3 separate regions of the Rattus norvegicus genome follow, and all the other regions are linked to region 1. Evidence: chromatin contacts called from public Hi-C data. All regions are on one chromosome and are shown on one strand. The core of a region is the stretch at or near the end of the contact, and the rest is flanking DNA. Distances in the headings are between cores, read along the strand shown. Region 1 holds the start of Herc3 (HECT and RLD domain containing E3 ubiquitin protein ligase 3). Region 2 has its middle 33 kb from the start of Tigd2. Region 3 holds the start of Ppm1k (protein phosphatase, Mg2+/Mn2+ dependent, 1K).

Region 1 (4,544 bases), core at 1,442-3,941:
AAATTAGTGTGTCTCTGGGTTGGATTGTGTGTGGTAGAATGTTTAAGAAATTAAATTCCTGACTTGAATTTCAGTTAAAAAAAAATCAAATCAGTCAATAAATTTTGACCTGAGATCAGAACAATCTCTTATCATTTCAGAAACCACTTTAAACATACATCAGTTATTTTATACTATGCATATGTGTGTGTGTGGTGTGCATGTGTGTGTAAATAATAGTACAAAATGGCTGAAATACAAAATCAAATAGCTTTCTCGGCATTAATGCTTATAGAATCAAACTAATTCTGAAACACATTGACATTGATCTCTGTCCTGGAGTAAGGTTTAATTCCTCATGTAAAATAAATGAGCAATCAATCTAACTAGCATATTAATTTCTGTCCTCTTTAATAAATGGTGACACTGTATAACAAAGAATCATCTTAAAGTTAAATTTCTTATGAGTTCAATGTCTATTTTATATGTGCATATGTAAACATTTGGGGGGGGGGGAAGAGAGATTACAAGTGGAGAAAGTTTAGGGAACTTTGTCTTAGATAACCTTAGTTACCCCAAAACAGATGCTACTTCCCCATCTTTTTGGTCTCAGAGGTGTTTGTTTTCACTGAAGGTCCACATGAAGCCAATATCCCTGCCATATCCTCAGGATACACCAGGGCACTGGCATAGCCTCAGGATACACCAGGGCACTGGCATAGCCTCAGGATACACCAGGGCACTGGCATAGCCTCAGGATACACCAGGGCACTGGCATAGCCTCAGGATACACCAGGGCACTGGCATAGCCTCAGGATACACCAGGGCACTGGCATAGCCTCAGGATACACCAGGGCACTGGCATAGCCTCAGGATACACCAGGGCACTGGCATAGCCTCAGGATACACCAGGGCACTGGCATAGCCTCAGGATACACCAGGGCACTGGCATAGCCTCAGGATACACCAGGGCACTGGCATAGCCTCAGGATACACCAGGGCACTGGCATAGCCTCAGGATACACCAGGGCACTGGCATATCCTCAGGGTACATCAGGGCACTGGCATAGCCTCAGGATACACCAGGGCACTGGCATATCCTCAGGATACACCAGGGCACTGGCATAGCCTCAGGATACACCAGGGCACTGGCATATCCTCAGGGTACACCAGGGCACTGGCATAGCCTCAGGATACACCAGGGCACTGGCATATCCTCAGGGTACATCAGGGCACTGGCATATCCTCAGGGTACATCAGGGCACTGGCATAGCCTCAGGATACACCAGGGCACTGGCATATCCTCAGGGTACATCAGGGCACTGGCATATCCTCAGGGTACATCAGGGCACTGGCATAGCCTCAGGATACACCAGGGCACTGGCATAGCCTCAGGATACACCAGGGCAAGGCCATATCCTCAGGATACACCAGGGCACTGGCATAGCCTCAGGATACACCAGGGCAAGGCCATATCCTCAGGATCTAGTCAGTCCTTGAGACTTTTTTCCTGTTGGTTAATATGTCAGGTTTTCAGAGTAGGCACCTGAAGACCTAATGAGATATGAATTATTCTGGAAATGTCAGATTATAAAACTTCTTCTACTTACAGTCAATTTCCTTTTAAAATTTAATTAAAATAAAATTATATCACTACCCTTCCTCAAACTTCTCTCATGTGCTCCCCTTCAAATTCATGGCCTCTTTGTTATTGCTACATTTGTATGACTAAGTCAGGATGTACTGAGGAGTCCCTTTAAGAGTTGCTTGTTTGTATATGTTCTTAAAATCGTATATGTTGACAGGGGCTCATGCCTTCATTTTAAATTAGTTTTTGGAGAATTTTGTACATCTTTTTTTGGGTTAAAGCTCCCATGTTCAGCGTTTCAAATTTAAGGCAGACAGATACATAAGTTCACTGTTACCATATAGTTTTCTTGAAGATTATTTGAAGATGAAAGGAACACTAGCTGGAAGCATTTGTGGCCTTGGGAGAAGAAGAATGCTTGCATATCCTCTTAGAGGCCTGGTTAATCGAAGCTGATACTTCTATATACCCATCCTCCCTTCCCCCACTCCCATTGGAGTTTTAGATCAAAGACAGTGCTTTATGATTTTAGAATTGGTGATTCTCATGCTTTCTGTTTTCTGCAGTGTGCTCTCCTCTAGTTCACCCTTACTCTGCACCACTGCGGACCCGCAGTACTTGGCCCCCGAGTGACATCGGTTTGGAACTACTCTCTATTCTGGCAGTCACCCTACAGCACACCATGCCAGTTGCCAGTCACAGTCCCCTTTCACCTCTGCATGAATAATAAGAACGAACGAAGGAAGAAGTTAACCAACCAACCAACCCAATCGACTAAAACCCCTACACCACTGGGCATCGCTCCTTTGCATCCTCGCTGGGAAAAAGCAATTTCACTCCAGCAAAGGTTACTCCTCCATTCTCCTGTTCTGGGTCCAGGGTCCTGCCATCTCTTTACTACCTCCCGGGCTGTGGGTCCCGCATCCTAGCCACCGATCCCACCACCTCCGGGTCGTCTCCCCCGCCCTAGGTCCCGCCCCCTCCCAGTTTCCTTCCAGCCCTGAGTACCGCTACCTCCCCGCCCCCTCCCGGTCATCTCCCGGGCCCCTCCCGCCCCGACGTCGCCCCGCCCTCTCCGCACCCGCCGCGCCCCGCCCCGCTGCCGCCGCCACCATTGGCCAGGCGGGAAGTCGTTCTCCTAGCTCGATCTGCGGGAGTGCGGGGGGAAACTTCATTATTACTGTGACGCTGAAGGCCGGGGAGGCCCGAGCTGCCTGAGGGCTGCAGCCGCCGGGTCGGCGCTGCGGACCCGGGTGCGGGTGCAGGCGGGGCGACGATCTCAGGGCACCGAGCCCGCCGCACTCGCGGGGGAGGGAGGGGGCTGGGCTGTCCGCAGCTCCCTGTCGCGGAGGCGCCTACCGGCTCTGCTCGGCCGCCGGCAGCGGGTGACCTCCCTGCGTGAAGAGCATCGCGGCGCGGCGGCAGGGGAATTCGCGTTGCGGCTGGCCGCGGGCTCCTCCCACCCAGCTGGCGGGCGGGGCTCGGGGATCCGGTGTCTGGTGCAGACGCTGCTGCGGCCGAGCGAGCCGACGGCTGGACCTTGGAGCAGGTGTGTGAACCAAAGGGCTGAACCTGGGGAGACTCGCTCCGGCTACTGCGGGATGCGTGTGCAGTTCGGGGCCCTAGGGGAGGAATGCTTGAACTTTGCTCATCCTGGCTGTTTTCCTTTAGAGTTCACACCTGCCCCATTAAGAAGTGCCTTAAATTTTACCTAAGGCGTCTAGGATTTTGCTGGGATTTGTCTCATCCGGGGTGCTCTGGGGGAGGACGATTCAAGTGATATCTTCCATTTTTATGTGCCTTCTGGCTCTTTCCACAAATAGGAAGCTATTTCTAGAACCTTTCACTTGATAATTTGATAAAGTGAACTGACTTTTAGTTTTAGATTGGAAAGACAGGAAAGCGAAGTAAAAAGGATTAGATTTTAAGATGCAGCCAGAGCAATGTGGTACTTTCAGAGGCAAATTACAGTGCAGCCCTTTTTTGTATTCCTTTCCTCGGATATAAATCAGAAAAACAAAATCGGTGGCTTACACACTCCAGTTTTGACCCCATCTGAGAAGTTAGACTGCAGGAATCAAATTAGATGCAAAACACCTTTGTCATGAAAAAAATAGAAGCCTGGTTCACTGGTAGCCACTTGGACTTGTTCAGTAAATAGTGGGCATTCATCGTGTTAAAAAAAAAAAGAAGCAGGAGTCCAAAAATGTCCAAACTGTTGGAGAAGTCGTTGGGTATTGCATTTCATGTTGCGGGACAAACTTGAATCTCTTAAGATCTGTATACCACTTAAATACGGCTGTGTAAGTAATGAAAGTCGCGCCTCTGCTGGAGACAAACGGCTTTGCACTAGTTTCAGAAATAAAAGCGATAGTCTAATTGAAAGGGATTCTCTTACGAAGGTGGAAATGTCTGAAACTCATTCAGGACCACGGACTATATTAATGGCTCATACCAACATAGCTGCTCGGTGGGGGATCTTATCACATCTTAATGCTCCCCCTTTGTTTTATTTGGGTGACTGGAGGTGCCTGTCAGTGACTTCTTGTATTGCACGGAGAGGATATGGTAACAGGGAGAAACGAAAGTAGAAGTTGTGGTCAGGTGGCTAGCTTGCTGTGAAAGATGCCTGGAGAAATAAACAGGAAAATCGCATTATTTTTCAATAGTTTCTGTCCAATCTATGTAAAAGATGTGAGAGTAGTGAAAATTTACTGCCCCTATTAAGTGGCAAGAATTTTATAAGTTACTCACTTGGCTCTGGTCACATGAAGGATGACTAACGTGATCAAGGTTGGATTGAGGTTAGCCTAACCTACCCCTGGTCCTGATATACACTGAAAAACATTCCCTCTTTAATAGCTAAACATAGTCTTAGTTTCAGAAGTTTACTCATACCTTTCTTTTGGAGGTGGAGTCATACTATATAGTATAAACTAGCTTCTAAGTTACTATAGCCCAAGTGTACATAGAACTC
Region 2 (4,544 bases), core at 1,006-3,505, 430 kb after region 1:
TACGTAGCTCACAGATTCACCTCACTATGTAGCCCAAACTGACCTGGAATTCATGATCCCCTGATTCAATCTTCCAAGTACTGGGATTATGCATTTAAGCCACCATGACTGGCTCCAACAAAGGACTTTTTGGCAGAAGATTGGATTATAATAATGGAGAGACATGGGTCCTGAAACAAACTATACAAAGTAGAGAATTTTTCTGAAGCTTCACGCTATACATTTAAAATTTCCTCTGATTACATTCTACTCCACAATGAGTTTCTTATTTAGAACCAAGTCTTTCCTCAGAATATTTCATTCCCAAAGTTTTCAATGTTTATTGACATTTACTACACAGTTTAGAGTTTCTCATCACAGCTTCCAGATTTAAAAATATCCATGCGAGATTTGAGAGCACTGTCTCAATCATTCCAGTTTAAGTCTTAGTTTAAACCATGGCATCTAAAACCTGCGTGTTAAATAGTTATCAATAACTAGAGATGAATTGGCAGTGTGGATTAATGGTGAAGAGGTTACCCAGAATGCTAGAGGGATAAGAGTATACTATTGTCAGCTAAGATATTATACAATGTATTACATTAGCTCTCCAAATGTTTTGCATGGTGAATTCTATCACTCTAAATAATAACTCCTACACAGTGTAGCATTTTGGTAGTAATAGTGGATATATAGTGATAGACAAAGCATCCAGTAAGTTTCTGGTTGACCTCAGCTAAGTGATATCCAAAGAGGGATATATTAAAGTTGTTACTAATTAGCTTAACTAATCAAGAGAACTCACTGTAAGTATTAGATAGTGGATTCTCTTATTTTAGCACTTAGAACTACGAAGTACTTTACAATAGAAAACTCAGTACCATGGTGGATTCATTTGGGGAGACACTTCAGTTGGTTAAGAGATTGTCTTGAAACTGCAGAGCATGAGATTGAGTATGCATGGAGAAAGCAGGCACACATCTGTAATCTTATACAATAGGGAGGGAGCCGTGGCTGGGTCTCTGGGACTTGCTGAGCAATGATCACTGATAAATCCTCCCTCAAAAAAAAATAGTGGACAGTATCTGGTAGACTGATAGATGAAATTCAACATTGTTCTCCAACCTCAAATTGAACTGAACATACATGCACATATTTGCAACAAACACATATAAACACACACCTGTGTGCTCCACAGATCTATGATTAGTTAGCTAACAAAATATTAGAAAAAATTGTCTCTTCTTCCTGTGCTGAGGTTCCTGTATGACAGGCCAATGTTCCACCACTGAGTAATACCTTGTACAAGTAACATTGTTTGTTTTTAAACAGGGTCTCAGTCTGTAGCCTTACCTAGAATTTTCGAGTTGGACCAGGCTGGTCACAAATTTGTTGGTAGCATCCTGAGTCAGTGTCTCAAATTATGAAATCACACCATCCTATCAAGTTAGTAATATCTGTTTAATGGGAAAAAACTCACAAAAAATTGCCATTTTAATGAAAATGCTTTAGAGAATGTTGTAAATATACAATTTGAAATAAGTCATAGAAAACATCCTGTCGCTTCTTGGCCTTTTGGCTAAGATCAAATATAGAAAACATCCTGCCTACATGCAAGAAATTACAAATGAAACAAAACTAACTCACAGCGAGACCTACTGAGCTTCCTTTGGGCTGACTCTAAATAGCCTGTGACAGGCAGGATGTGTCTCCTGACTCAGTTTTTCAAATGCTTTCTTTCAACCAGTCTTCTACTTTATTTTACTTAAAAAGAGCATCCGGAGACAAATCCGCCAGTTACACTGAGGACATCATGTCACATGGTCAAACAGAAACACCCAAGGAACAGCAGCAGCTTTCACTTAGTGTTCCCTTGACTTGAATAAAAATCAACAACTCCCACACATTGCTTAGTGCCGTGAATGGTTTATATTAATCTGGTGGCTAAAATCAGTGAGAGATAATGAGAAACCTAAAGTTCTAAATGAATGTAAGAGAGGGACACGTGCCATTATCCAAAATACATTACCATAGCAACCAAGTGTGGAGCAAAATGAACGGGAAACATGGCAAGACATCTCAAACCCCATTCGATCTCCAAAAAGTGACAGGTCACCTGCAGCTACCTCTGACTTGAAGTGTCAGGAAAATAAATAAGAACCAACCCCACTGAATTAAAAACAGCCAGCATGAAACACTGTGTTCCTCCTATCTGGTGATCTGCAAATGCTGTGATGACTCACAGCACAGCACAAAGACATCTCAGTTGTGCTCTCTGAGGCACAATCACCACGTCCAGGAAACAGCAACATCTTCTGCTTTTACGAAAAGTTAGCCAAGGCACTTATAGCCTTGCATTTCCTGTTTTCTCCTCCTTTCAATCAGTTGAGAAAACGAATCTGTTCCTCTAGCCCTGGATGACTCACCATGATGGCTTCAATTTGGGAGCTTATCCTGAGATTCATCCAGGGCCAGTGCTTGCTAATCAAACTGTGAAGGGAACTGGGAGCACAAGGCCAGGGCCTCTCCAGAATCCTGGAATGGCAGTGGGTGGGGCTGGATCCCTGAGGCTGTTTCTCCTCCTGTTTTTGAAAGGCTAACAAGAAAAAGCCCCCTTAGCTACTCCTCTGTCTGTTTGTACATACAGATAGCCAGGCCTGAGCCTTGTGACCACTCAGTTCTAGCAATAATCACTGACAGCTGGGTGCAGTCATTCTTCATGAATATTCCCCAGTTGAGATTGTATCTTGCATTTTTATCTTTGGAATCATAATTATCTTTACCGTTTTCTCCATTTTCAGCCCACCTGTTTGAATCAAAATAAAAGGGAACATTAAGTGGTTGCAGGGTGTGTACAATATTTTTTAAGCAAGGTAAATCACTGGGCAACCAAAGACTTGAACAGACAAAACCAGTAATAACAAAAGTAAACAAAGAAAACCCATTTGTCGTCTTGACCTACAGTCTGGCTTACATCCTTGGACTCAGACTGCTCATGGTGCAACCTGATGCAAGAAATCTCTGCTCCATGTAAATCAAGGACGTCAGGAAGAAAGGGGTCCATTTCTTTAGAAAATCGAGGGAGAAAACTGTTTGAAGTAGCATAGGTTTTAGGGAGATGTCTGAAGCTACTGTCAGCCTAGAGACAGACAACCTTTGGTTTCTTTCAAAGCACATGCTCCTCCCATACTTCTCCCATCCCACTGGAACCCAGAGGGACAGGCCTACTGTTGTTTTAACATAAAAACTGAACAGTGGATAAATTCCTTCTCTCTATCTGTTTTTAGAAACCATCTGGAAGGAAAGACACACTAGCCACTCCAACAGCTGCCCGTGAACTCTCCTTTGGGTTGAGCTCTGGCACTTATTTAAAACAGTAAAGTAAGTGAGCGTGATTAGTCTGAGATATTTGGATCCCCACAACCATGCCCTGATGGAAGAGTAGACTCACTTTATCATGGAGTTAAGGTCACCACAGGCAGAAAGTAGATGGCAGATGGTTGTGTTACCATCATAGAGATTTCAATAAAGATAGAGGCCACCATGTATCTTGTCTAGAAAATGAGGATGGTCATCATTGGTTTCCATCTCGGTTAATGACATCATCAAGATGTCAGCACCCATAAAACTTCCTAGTACCACTGAGACATTTAGGGAATCATTGAGCTCCTAGAGCTCCTGCCACAGGTAGCCAGTCATACATTCCGATCATGTCCTTCTTTCTTTTGGTTCTTGTTTTGTTGTTATTGTTGTTTTAGAGACTGGTCTCTCTCTCTCTCTCTGTTATAGCTCTGGCTGTCCTGGAACTCATTTTGTAGGCCAGGCTGGCTTCAAACTCTCAGAAGTTTTCATGCATTAGCCTCCAGACTGCTGGGAATAAAGGTATGTGCCTTTTCACTTTTGATTTTTATCTTTCTGATGAGTAATGGGATCATTGAAATGAGGGAAGTGGAGGAGGCTCCAACATGGCCTCTATTGTCAACGTGATAAGGCTGATGCCATTTCCTGAACCAGATTAAGGAGGAAATAGGGACCTCTATGGAAGGTTTTAGGGATATAAGGTTTTAAAGAGGATGTAGAGTTTTCCCATCCATGTGCCACCAACACTGCTCAACTAACAAAGAAAACTCACAAGATGTAGAAAATTCATATGATTTTGCAGAGGCCAAGAGACAAATACTGAGAAAGCACAGATCCAAACTAGGGCCTAAGTGATAAATTACCAGCTGTTAGATAAGTTGCTGTGAGTGGGAATCTTCCCCCAAACATCATGGTATAGGAGCATAAGTGTGGGTGAGGGCTAGCCAGTCATACCTGGGAACTGGCCCTATGGTACTCAATGGGGTTGTGCTTATACCTGTCAACACACATCAGAGCTGCCTCTCCAGACAAAGGGCTACACAACGTTCCATCAATCTTTCCTATTTATATTTGCTTTTCAGATGGGATCAACAATATCTATGGTATAGCAAAGCTATCAGGAGTCAGGACCACAGGTCAACATGGACCATTCCCAACTCAAATAAGAAAGATCAGCAGAAGGCTGGAGATGGAGTTCACTACTC
Region 3 (4,544 bases), core at 716-3,215, 340 kb before region 1:
TGAAGAGGCATTGCCTGCTTATGTCCCAGTTCAACCGCTTGGAAACTAAGTGCCTCAGGTCACTTCCTCAGCCTCTTCACCCAGTCTCCTCAGTTACAAATACAAATGGTAGGAATTATTTTCTTTTATGTAAAAGATTTATTATTTTTCATTATGTCCATAGGTGTGGTCTGTGTGGGGTTATGTGCACACGAGTGCTGGTGTCCTTGGAGGCCAGGGGCATTGAACCCCCTGGACTTATAGGTCATAAGCTTCCCTACACTGGTGTTGGGAATTCTGTACAGTATTCCGGAAGAGCAGTATGTGCACCATCTCCAGCCCTCTTTCTGGTTTTGTGGTAGTAGGTACTGAACTCACGGCACCAAGCAGGCTAGTCACCAACCGTAGTAGCTCCAAACTGGAAATGCCTTCAGCGTCTATCACAAAGATAAATGCATAAGCTATGATCGAATTGCAAAATGGAAAGGTATCAAGACCCCGACTGTATAGCAACATGGGAAAAAAATCTTACAAATACATCGTTGAGCCACAGTTAGCCAAGTAAGCAAATAGAACGCATAGGTTGCGGTTTAATACACATCAGGTGTAAAGGCAGAATTAATCTGCTGTGTTAAAAGTCAGCACAGAGGCTGCTCCTGCAAGGAAGCAGTAGTGAGATGGCAGGATGAACTGCTCCTGGGCTTAGAAACATTGTCTTGGTCAGGTGCTGGATACAGAGTCAGGCTGCATGTTGTGAAGATCTCTTGAGCCACATCCAGTATGCGCACTTTTCTGTCTGTATGCTAGATCCAGTAATAATTTCAAGAGCTTTATGAAAATTGACTCTCTACCCAACACAAGTCATTAGAGTTAGTGAGGCGTCAACACGAATATCGCTGTCTAAACGTATTATTATTAAATGCACTGGATCTTCAGATGCTCTTGGGCCAGGAGGTGCAACTAGGCAACACGACTTAATTATGAATTATAAGAATATTTTTAATTAGAACTTATTCCATTCATATATTGAGCATATTCTTTCCCCTTCCCACAATTCCTTTCACATACCCCCCCACTTCCTTACCCACTTAACTTTGTGTATGCACTCTCACTGTCTCAAACAAAAACCCAAAAATCAAAACAAAAACAAATTAAGACTAAAAAGTGTCAAAAAAAAAAAAAACCACCCCCACACAAAAACCATGGAGTTAGTTTCGTGTTGGCCAATACTCCTGGGCAGGTTTCAGTAGTGTGCTCATACAGCCTGAAAGGCATCTGCTGTTGCCTTTTGCTCAGCTCCATCTTTCCTTGACTAGTTCCTGTGGGACTCAGCGCCCTACGTAAATTCACTGCCCAGTGTTCTCCATCCACACCTCAGTCATTCCCTCTCTTGATGTGATTTTTCTTTTACTGTTTATTTGTTGCCTTGCTTCCTCTTCTTCCTTATTAGACCGAAGGTTCTAAAAGCAGTTAGATTATTTGAGTCATTTGGGACGCCCCCAGATCCTAGGCAATGCTTCCTTCGAAAGATGGAATTTTTATGGTATGCAGGATAGTTGCGAGCCATCCCAAGATGCCTGTTATGGCAGTCCAAAGAACATTGCTCTGTGATTTGTTAAAGAACGAGCAAGAACACTGAATGACGTACAAGTGCTCTACAAGCAAAGCGTAGCTGTCCTGTTCTCTTTCGGGTCACAGCCAAGATAACTCTGGCAGAAGCGATACTCCTTCCTGTGGCTAGCGAAAAACAAGGTCCCTGGCGTCTGATTCGAGGCCGCCAAGGCTCATCGGGAGGGCGGGGCGCCATGTCGAACAGCTACTGGCCCAATTTGACGTCTGTCTACAGGGCTTAATTGGCAATCTGAGAGGCCAAATCGCCAGTGCAGGAGGCTCGTTCTTATCTAGATCCGTAATTGGCTCAGATTGAGGGCGGGCAAGGAGCCCTGCCCTGCTGAGCACCAACTGGCTAGCGTTGTTGTCAATCATCAGAAACATACTCCTCCGGGTCTCCATTTGGCCAGCTGCGGTTGAAATTTTTTTTCAAGAATTTCCAGGAGTGGAGGAGGCTGTGGCTTCTCTAATTGCTTGGTCTGGAGATCAGAATCAACAGAGAACTCAGCTTTATTTATCATCCAAGAAAGCCTTCCCTTCCTTCCATTAGCCAATTAAGAAATTTACAGACACAAGCCATTACAAGGTAAGAGCCTGAAGAGTTCGATTCGTTTATTCTCCTAGGTTATTGACAAGACATTGGCGGTCCCCGGAGGTCTTCAGGAAGGAGAAAGAGAAATATGAAATGAGTTCCTGCAGCTTACTCTGAGGCCGAGTCCTACGCGCATCTCTCCGGGCTCGATGTGCTCCCCGTTTCTCGAGGTGGAGAGCAGCTGCTCTCGCCTAGGCCCTCGGCGGCTGTGCCCGAGCATCCGGCTCCCCAGACACAGCCCCGATCGGCCTTGAACTTGACCTCGGGCTGGAAGTGAGCGCCAGGGAAGCAGGGATAGTGGGATGGGCGGGGTCCCATGGAAAAATCAGAAAGCGAGCTAAGATAACTGAAGCCGCTCTGATTCCTCGCAGCGAGACCCCTTGGTGCGCTCCAGCGGGCTATAACAGGCTTCCTCCGGACCTATTTCTCGGCCAGAAGACTCCGGATGCCGGGAGATCTGCTGGGCTGCCCGGGCTGGAGAGTGTTCTGCCACGTCCAGCTTTGGTCAAGGCCAGTAAACCAGCCCAGAACCCTGTCCATTCGGGACTTGTGAAGAGACTGGTTAGAAAAGGGTTGTGGAGCCCTGGCGGTTTGTTTGGATCTGAGAGCTTGTGTTTTGCCTTGGTAGGAGAGCACTATCTTAGGGACATGTGGCTCGAGGTGCGGGTTTTCGCAGCCGCTTTCTGCATAAGAGAAAATTTACCCGGAGGAGACAAAGATTGAGGCTCTGGGTAGAAATAGCTAGAAAATTTCGAGTCTCAAAAGCTCCACTGGTGTTTTCGTTGTAGGAGCTGCAGGAATAGAAACTGCGAAGCCCCTTACCCCCAGGTGTGCACCAACCCGGTTGAGCAGATGTGGCCTCTGCTGGACCCGTACCCCGGTGAGAAAACCTGGGGGCGGCCTGAGATCCAGATCTCCAGAGCTTCGCGGAAGGGAGGGTGTCGTCTTGCTGGTGTGTGTTGGAGCTTGTGGAAATTGGAAACCAGCTCACCACTGTATGACAAGTGTCATTAAATAGGAAGCTTTGGATAATGGGTTCTTGTTTATAATTGTTTTTCTAGAAATCCGAGTCTCTTTTTCCTTGACTACATCACACACACCCCTTCACAGAGTTGAGTAATACTTTTCCATACTGTATTCTCAGTTCGCCTATCCAAACAGACTTTCACATACGACCTAAGGGAGTCGTTGACCTTTTTGTTGTTTTCTTTTCTCCAGTAAACTAATACATTTTCTTTCTTCTAAGAGGACATAAAGACATTAAGATTGCCGATTTTCTAAAGTTCATTTCTGAAGTTTTCAGATGGCTTTAGTTATTTATTGGGGTGCACTGGGTTTTTGCTGGTGATGATGGATGGTGGTAAAGAAATTTGGAGTTTGAGAATATTAAAAAAAATCAGGCTGGTGATGTGGCTTGACTAGTAAAAGTGACCGCCTGCTGATTTCTAGCACCAAGACCTACTTTAGGGCACGAGAAGGTATGCCTACAAGATGTCCTCTAACCTGTGACTGCCTGTGCTGGCCTGCACTGCCACATACATACATACATACATACATACATACATACATACATACATACATACATACATACATATAAAAATTATCATGTGTTTCCATTATGGGAAGATAACAAAGTGCCACTTTATAGTTACCTCACCAGCTTCCTAGAGGGCGGAAAAATCTAAGCCCTCTGCTGATTGTCAGAACCCCCAGTTAGTTAATCCTGCTGGGTGCTTGCGTAAAGTGGTAAGAATGAACTTCCTCTTTGAGTTGTTTTTGGCATTCAAATTCCCGGTGTCAAAACCTGCTATGGAGATAATGCCTCCTTTTTCCAAAAATGAAATTGAACAGCTCTGGAGTTAAACTACTGAGCAAGTATAAAGACCGGGAAGTATGAAAAGTAAAGTTGGTGCGATAGTCTTGCATCTGTTTGTGTGTGGGGGTCCCTGTGCTATGAAATGAAATGGTGATCTGCAAACTTTACGAGGCAGGTGCTCTGTTTACTGATGGTTTTTCTTGTTAACTGGGTCTTAAGTAGTCCAGACGGGCCGTTCATTCCTGACCCTCCTGCCTCACCCCTCCAAGTGTCGAGAATCTAGGGGTGGACCACCCCACAAAGCTCCTTTGTGGATGTCTTTGGCCTGAGATTGCCGCTCTGGAAATGTGTGTTTCACAGTACTCTCTTGAAGACAATCTGTGATTATGACGCTCTCACAGCTTCTTTAACTTTTTGAGCTGAGATTCCTGCTAGATGGAGTTACTTATATGGCATTGATGTTGTTCTAACATTGCAATTTTATTTAGTTCTTCATTTCTTTCCTGTCAATTTTCAAGTAGCAGGTTGAGGAGGAAGATGGGGGAG

Evidence for each region. Hi-C and Micro-C count contacts between places; a contact is called where the count stands out from the background.
Region 2: a contact with region 1 is called in a Hi-C map of Schwann cells, with 2.3 times the contacts expected there. The contact joins the enhancer-like site here to the promoter of Herc3 in region 1. A contact is called at or near these places in 3 of 12 Hi-C or Micro-C datasets (the A7r5 cell line, Schwann cells and mammary epithelial cells) and 1 of 1 datasets of contacts at active chromatin or transcription factors (oligodendrocytes).
Region 3: a contact with region 1 is called in a Hi-C map of mammary epithelial cells, with 4 times the contacts expected there. The contact joins the promoter of Ppm1k here to the promoter of Herc3 in region 1. A contact is called at or near these places in 1 of 12 Hi-C or Micro-C datasets (mammary epithelial cells) and 1 of 1 datasets of contacts at active chromatin or transcription factors (oligodendrocytes).

What each region holds. Positions count from the first base shown.
Region 1 is chr4:89,279,754-89,284,297 of GRCr8, forward strand. It overlaps Herc3 (HECT and RLD domain containing E3 ubiquitin protein ligase 3), which reads left to right and starts at 2,692. Exons shown (of 26, transcript NM_001108631.1): 1 at 2,692-3,116; 2 at 3,580-3,720. LOC120102287 (a long non-coding RNA gene) reads left to right here. Exons shown (of 5, transcript XR_005503614.1): 5 at 2,134-2,528.
Region 2 is chr4:89,709,321-89,713,864 of GRCr8, forward strand. It overlaps the pseudogene Acbd5-ps1. Among named protein-coding and RNA genes, the nearest start is that of Tigd2, 33 kb to the right of the region's middle. Within about 2 kb of position 2,256, at least 39 of the 93 cell types and tissues checked have an H3K27ac peak or open chromatin away from gene starts, as enhancers often do. A contact at or near this core is called in the A7r5 cell line and Schwann cells, where this site is marked.
Region 3 is chr4:88,940,384-88,944,927 of GRCr8, forward strand. Ppm1k (protein phosphatase, Mg2+/Mn2+ dependent, 1K) reads left to right here and starts at 1,966. Exons shown (of 7, transcript NM_001107863.1): 1 at 1,966-2,176.